Regions from separate parts of the Zea mays genome. Here region 1 is linked to region 2. A link is a contact called in public Hi-C data. All regions are on one chromosome and are shown on one strand. Each heading gives the region's core, a stretch centred on a gene start, on an enhancer-like site or on the middle of the called end of the contact. The rest is flanking DNA. Distances are from core to core; before and after follow the strand shown.

What was found. Hi-C and Micro-C count contacts between places; a contact is called where the count stands out from the background.
Region 1: a Hi-C map of tassel shows a contact between it and region 2, with 5 times the contacts expected there. The contact joins the promoter of LOC100194005 here to the enhancer-like site in region 2. A contact is called at or near these places in 4 of 25 Hi-C or Micro-C datasets (bundle sheath, ear, leaf and 1 more).

Annotation. Positions count from the first base shown.
Region 1 is chr1:285,248,308-285,251,616 of Zm-B73-REFERENCE-NAM-5.0, forward strand. LOC100194005 reads left to right here and starts at 1,507. Exons shown (of 5, transcript NM_001359363.1): 1 at 1,507-1,836; 2 at 2,400-2,652; 3 at 3,236-3,309. The coding sequence starts at 3,249.
Region 2 is chr1:285,167,150-285,170,829 of Zm-B73-REFERENCE-NAM-5.0, forward strand. No RefSeq gene overlaps it. Among protein-coding and RNA genes, the nearest start is that of LOC103644025, 29 kb to the left of the region's middle. Within about 2 kb of position 1,807, at least 17 of the 20 cell types and tissues checked have an H3K27ac peak or open chromatin away from gene starts, as enhancers often do. A contact at or near this core is called in bundle sheath, ear, leaf and 1 more, where this site is marked.

The sequences.
Region 1 (3,309 bases), core at 257-2,756, 81 kb after region 2:
TGTGCGGGAGGGGGGGGCGTCATGTGATGGATGGAGTTGGGGAGGGGAAAAAAGTGTCACGAGGAGTAAAGACGGCCGATTATTTTAAAGGTCTGGAAAGGAGGTTGGTGCTGCGATCCTCATGGGATTTTTTTTATGTCAAAGCTGCTTCTCCCTCTCCTCTCTCCTCTCTCCTCTCCCCACCCCCCACCAGCAAGCAAAGGGAGCGGAGCGGACAGATTCTCTCTCTCATGACGAGTCGCGATCGCGATCGCCTCCGGACGGAGTCCTTTGTTGTCTTTCTACGGCCACCGAGGGAAACACGGAGATAATCACGACACGTTTTTTTTTTAAATCAGCTGGCTATTTTCGTTCCAGTTTTATTGAAACAGGTTGGTTATTTCAGCTACCACGGCCGATGATGTAGAATGCGTGGTGTGATACTACGTACTTCACTAGAGTTTAGTGGGGTCACATCGTGTGGTCAGATGCCACTTAGTGTATATATATATATATATATATATATATATATATATATATATATATATATATATATATATATATATATATATATATATATATATGAGAACGTATCCTGTGTAAAAGGTTCTAAATATGCTAAAACGTCTTAACAACCTTTGGATCCAGAATCAAAGGCTAATCTTAATCCCACCTGATAATCTTGTGTTTTTTCTAAAGAACCCCTCCTAGTAATCTGGTGCGGTGGTGGTTAGGTGGGATTAAAATTAGCCTTTGATTCTGGATCCAAAGGTTGTTAAGGCGTTTTAGCATGTTTACACATGAGAACCTTTTACACAGGATACATTGCCTATATATATATATACAATATTGGCTAATAATTAATTTACGACTAGTGTATATTTACATCCTTGAATTATGAATCGATTAGGTTGATAAATTTATCTTATAAACTAGTCACGACTTGTACGACAAGTTTTACGATAATATTATAATTAGCCTTTCTAAAAATCAGCCTCAAACATTCAAAGTGACCGGAATAAAATTTAGATCTAAGGATCCCATGGCTAGTAGTTCCGGAGGGAAAAAATTCTGATGGAGACACCAGCAGGTGGGGGGTGGGAAAACAAGTGTCTGTCTGTTTTATTTCCATTTATTCTGGCGAGGAATGGGTGGGGAGCGTAGAGATGGGGGGATAAAAGTGGGCGAGGATCAGCAGAGGAGAGAGAGAATACAAAGACCAGATGTCAACAAATCTGCCTGTCCTTGCACGTAGTTTAGATACAAGGTCTCGTTCCATTCCCTTCCTCAGAGGAGAGAGAGAGAGAGCAAAAGAGAGAGGCAGTAGGCAACGCCCCCACAGAGGCAGAGAGAAAGCCAGAGGCAGTAGTAGGCAGAGCACATAACCAAACAACACCCATCCAAAAACCCCAAAAGGAAGAGAGAAAGGAGTGAGAAAACCACGCAGTCGTTTGTCCAGACAAAACAAGAACAAGAACCCAGCAGCAGTACGCACTTCCTCCTCCTCCTCCTCCTCTCTCTCTCGCTCTCTCTCCTCTTGCTCTCGCTCCCTCTCGCTCCCCCAGTCCGCCTCCCTGGCCCATCAGATCCAATTCCTTCCCCGACCCCCATCCCGGATCCGCCGCAATTCCTCCGTGCGTCGAGCTCGATTGCTCCCCGCCCGTGGAATTTGCTCCTTTCTCCCGCAAGAATCCCACCTCGGCCGGCGACTTGGGGGGACCTGCCAAGGTTTGGGCGCGCGCTCCTGCTTGGCGTAGCGGGCCATGGGCGTGCTGTTGCCAGCTAGGCTGTTCGTGCGCCGGATGCTCAGGGTTGTCAGGCTCAACCCGTTGCAGCGCAGCGCCAAGAGTGGATGAGGTGAAAATTTTTACTCCGCTGGTCTTAGCTCGCTTCTTGTGAAAAAGACGCAGCTTTTTTCCGCCTTTTTTTTTCTTTCCTTTCTTCTTTGAGCCGTCCAAGGTTCCGTTTTCTTTTCTTTTCTTTTCTAGAGATTGGGTTTCTGCTGCAGTTAGTTCGCGTGTCAAATTCGGGTTCGATTGGCGGCAGGAAGCTGTTAATTGCATCTAACCTTCGCGGCCTTTCGGTTTCCACGTTTGGTAATGATAGGCCCAGTTGTGAGGGAACTGGTTCTTAGGATTTATCAAGTGCGTTCAACTGTCGGGGGTTGACTTGTCTTCTCTTCTTCACTTCCAGTCTCGCGAGTTGGCATCCAAACAGCTGCACATGTATAGATTCTTTTTCGTTGTTTTGGGCCTTCTGTCATGTTTCTTTTGATCTTCTGCGTGTTTGCTTGATCATGGAAAGGGGTAGCGTGTATCGATCTTGCATTTTGTGTGTGTGTGTGACACAACGCATTGTGCATCTTGTTCCTTAGATCTTTTACCTTACTCACTGCAGTGTCTTAATCATTTGATGGGCAGGTAATTTCTCGCGAGCGCATTCAGCACAGCAGGTTACTATTGGCTGCTCGTCCACTTAAGCAGGTTGAGGTATCCATTTGGTTCGACACAGTGAAGAACTGAAGATACGCATTGTGCTTGCTTGTCTTGCGGGGCTCACAAACATCCTGCTGGTGTGCTGTGCTGGGAAGGTCACATAATCCACTTGGCTATATGCCGGGGTGGGAATGTGAATCGGGGCTTCATTAGTGCAGGCAGCAGGCTTGTTAACTTGGTAATTAGTCAATGAAACCCATACTCTTTAATGACTTCTTTTGGCCACTGTTAGCCTGTGTTTGATATAATGTAGCTGTTCATTTGTGCTTCCTTCCAAAAGTTCCATATTTTGTTCTTTATTGGAGCATCAATTTTAGATGGCAATGTATACCTGAACATCTTCAAACTGTCTACACAATATGTCTGCATTGTTTTTGTGCTTATGCCAGTAGAATTAACAATTAACAAGTAGTATCTGTTCATTACTTTAGTTCATGTTTTGTGCCCCATGAAATTGGTAATGGAATTGCAAATTGGAGTTAGACATCATGCTTTGAAATGCACAAACTGCCACAATAAAGCCGTGACATCCAGCTGAGTGAAACTGTCTTTTCATGCATATACTCTCAGTAATCATCACTAAATTTATCTGGAGGAGTTTATTGTTCTATTGTAAGCTGCCAATTTCTTTGTTTCTTCTGTCAATCAATGAATATTGCACGCTTGTCTTTTTTCCACATTTAGGTTGATATTTCAGAACCTTTTTCTGTGATTTATTTTATTATACAGTTGAGGGTTTGATTCACTAGTCTCTTGCACAGTTTTGCAACAAGCATGGGGGCAAAAGTTGAAGGGGAAAGCTATATGCCTGGATATTATGCCACAGGGGATCTCA
Region 2 (3,680 bases), core at 557-3,056:
CTATCTGGGTATCCCGCTGGGTCTTTCAAAACCTAAAATATGCCACTTTTTACCACTCATTCAGAGGATTCAAAATCGACTTTCATGCACTTCTGCCCTCCTCTCCCAGGCTGGCAGGCTTGAGCTTGTTAACTCGGTTTTTTCAGCTCTCCCGACTTTTTTGATGTGTACGCTGAAAATCCCGGTGACCACGGTTAAGAAGATTGATTCCTATCGGAAACACTGTCTCTGGAGGGGGAACGACGTCAATTCAAAGAAACCTGTGCTAGCTGCCTGGAGTATGATTACCCAGACAAAAAAAATGGGGGCCTGGGAGTGGTAAGACTAGAGACACACAATAAAGCCTTGCTCCTGAAGTTTCTACACAAGTTCTTCAACAGTCACGATATTCCCTGGGTTAACTTGGTTTGGAGCAACTATTACAGGACAACCAGGATACCTGGTTGCTCAAAAATTGGCTCCTTTTGGTGGAAAAGCTTACTTACGTTTGTACAAGATTACAAGGGTCTGGCTGCCCCAAAAATTGGAGATGGAAGAGCCATTCTGTTCTGGGAAGATATGTGGAATTCGGACATCCCGGCTAATCAATTCCCTGAGTTATTTTCCTTCGCCCGCAATAGCAAACTGTCCATCAAAGAGGCTCTCCAAAAAGAGCAACTTATTGAAATTTTCCAGCTTCCTCTGTCGGTTCAAGCTCATGAACAATTTTTAGACTTAGACGCAACCTGGGGCCAAATCATGGTAAACAACACAAATGATACTTGGAAACTCATTTGGGGAGCAGACATTTTCTCTACAAAAAAAACGTATAAGCATTTGATGGGTCAGACCCAGGTTCACCAGATCTTCAGATCGCTTTGGAAAAACAAGTGTCAACCAAAACATAAGGTCTTTTTTTTGGCTTTGGCTAAAAAACAGACTCAATACAAGAGATATGCTGAAAAGGAAGAATATGAACCTCGAGTCCTACACTTGTGAGAACTGCATCTGACAAAAGGAAGAAACTCTTTACCATCTTTTCCTCAAGTGTAACTTTGCAAAGGCTTGCTGGACTTCTATTGGTTTGACGTCTCCCAGAATTGCTAATCCTGAGGCCGCTGCAGTAAATCTAATGCAACAACTCAATGTTCCATTCTCTATGGAAATTGTCATTCTCATGAACTGGAGCATTTGGAAAACCCGTAATGCATGGCTTTTTCAGAATAAAGCCCCGACTGTGCAACATTGCCAAAATGAGTTTGCAAGGGAACTTCATCTTGTCATGCTGAGGGCTAAAGGCCGTTTTGATTCGATAATTCCTGCATGGCTTCAGCTTTGGCAGTAGACCTCGTATATTTTCCTTTTCTCTTTGTAGTTAGGTTGTTTTATCCTTTGTAATCTTCTTTTCTGTCTGCTTCTAACTCTGTTATTTTAAAGTTTTAATAAAATTTTTAGTAGGGGCTCACCCCTCCTGTCTTATAAAAAAAACATTAACACCGAAGCGGCGAGCAGCCGGCTGTGTGTGTGTAGTACTTACGGCCGGGCCTTCCCCGAATCAGGTCTAGGAGACGCGTGCTGCTGCTGGCGACATGCGTACTAGGCGTCGTCACTCACTGGAAAGGCAAAGGAGGATAAAGTGCCTCAGCCACTCGACCAAATGCCCGTTCGCCTTTCCTCTCCCTGCCCAAGCCACATGAGGCCTAGATCTGCTGGACGCCTTTTGACCCAACCAACCAACATCAATGAACAGCTCGTAAAAGAGGAGAGGAGCGATGTAAAGTAAAGCAAGCCTGCGACGCAAAGCTAGCTACTATTATACTCACTTCAGGCGTCCCCGGACCGGATGGCGGGGCCTGCCCGTCAGTGCAGTGCCCGCGCAGAAATGATTAGGCTATCCGCAACCGTTACCTCTAAATTTTTCCCCTTATATCACTTTTCCCCCTATTTTCCTCCCTATTTTTTCATCTCCCGCAGCGGTTCCCTCTAAATACTCCCCCTATACCCCACTACCACTATAAAATATCATTTTCTATACCAATTATCAATTTTTTATCTACTAACAATTACTCATGGATCCACAGCATAGTGTTTAGGGTGATGAACAGTGACACGCTAGATCTGTGGAGAGAGAGAAGGAGACCGATACGTAGGGGGCGCTGTAGGGGGCACCGCTGCGGCCATAGGGTGCCCCCTACAGCCGACATGCAAGGGGAGGGGGCGCAGTAGCGTTCACGTTGCGCTCAGTCTTAGACGCCGGACGCCGCCGGGACGGCAACGGAAACTGCTGGGCCTCGATTGCTTGCGCCGCTTTCCGTGCCATGCGATGCGAACACGAGCCCTTTTGGTTCGGTCCTCGCCTCGCTTTCTGTAGGTCTCCACTTCCATGGGGACTAGCTAGATTCACTTCAAAAATTACAAATTTGATTTTCCAACGTTACCGTAAAAACAACTCCAACAGATCGATAATACGGGATTCAGGACTGCTTAGTTTACATATAGACTCCCCCGTTTCTGTAATACGATTAATTTATGTGGTTCTTTTTAATTACCTTTGATGATTAGCAGTGGAGGAGCAAGAGACATGAATCGGTATATCGTGTAACCAATGACATGACGTATAATTTTGGTGCAAGTCCATGAGCAGGTATAAAAACATTGTTTTTAAGTATTTTTTTGGGGACCTTCGAAACTAGCATCTAGTTTTGGTTTTTTTTTTAAACTAGAGCCCGTAAAGCTCAACCTGTTTACATAGAATAAGCTCTATGGTCCGGGAAAGTTTGTAACCTAAACAACAGTCAAGGTTATAGTTATCGCTAAGACAACCACTGTACTCCTTTTTTTTTCTTTCATTGCTGACTTTTCTTAAACTTTTTCATATATGTTTTTTAACGACGCAACAGTTGTAATACGTGTAGCGACAATATACACTATATCTATTTTCTACAGTTTTTTTTTAAGTTTTAACGAGACACGAGTTGGTCATGGTATTCGCCTAAGAGAAATATTAATAAACTGTACAGATGCTTATGTGGATTAATAACAAGCCTATTCATTTTCTATGTAATAAACACCCACTCCTTTGTAATGAAATATTTTTTGATAAGAGGTTAGAGCTCGATTGTAATAAACTAGTTATTTAATAAAATGTTATAGTACAACAATTACATGAAAACGATATTCATATGGGATATATGATCATTGATGCATATGTTATTTTTTATCACAAGTGTTTGCATAATCTGTTTTTTTTTCTCTTACTGGTTTTAGTAGGGACCGGCTCGAGAGGAGGATGGTGGTGTGGCGTGTGTACTGCTCACGGGCAATTGTGTTAACCCATTACAAGCGAGAGAGGGAGTAACCACATGACCTACGCGTGAAGACACAAATTTCACTGTATAAACTTGTCGAGGACCATAATTAGGGGTACCCTCAAGGCTCCTAATTCTCAGCTGTTAACCTCCATCAGCATAAAGCTGCAAAGGCCTGATGGGTGCAACTAAGTCAGGGATCAGTCCATTCGAGCGACTCGATCACGCCTCGCCCGAGCCTAGCCTCGGACAAGGCAGCCGACCCCGGAGGATTTCCGTCTCGCCCGAGGCCCCCCTCCAACGGCGAATATATTTCCAGCTCGCCCGAGGCCCTGCCTTCGCTAAGAAGCAACCCTGACCAAATCGCCGCACCAACCGACCAAATCGTAGGAG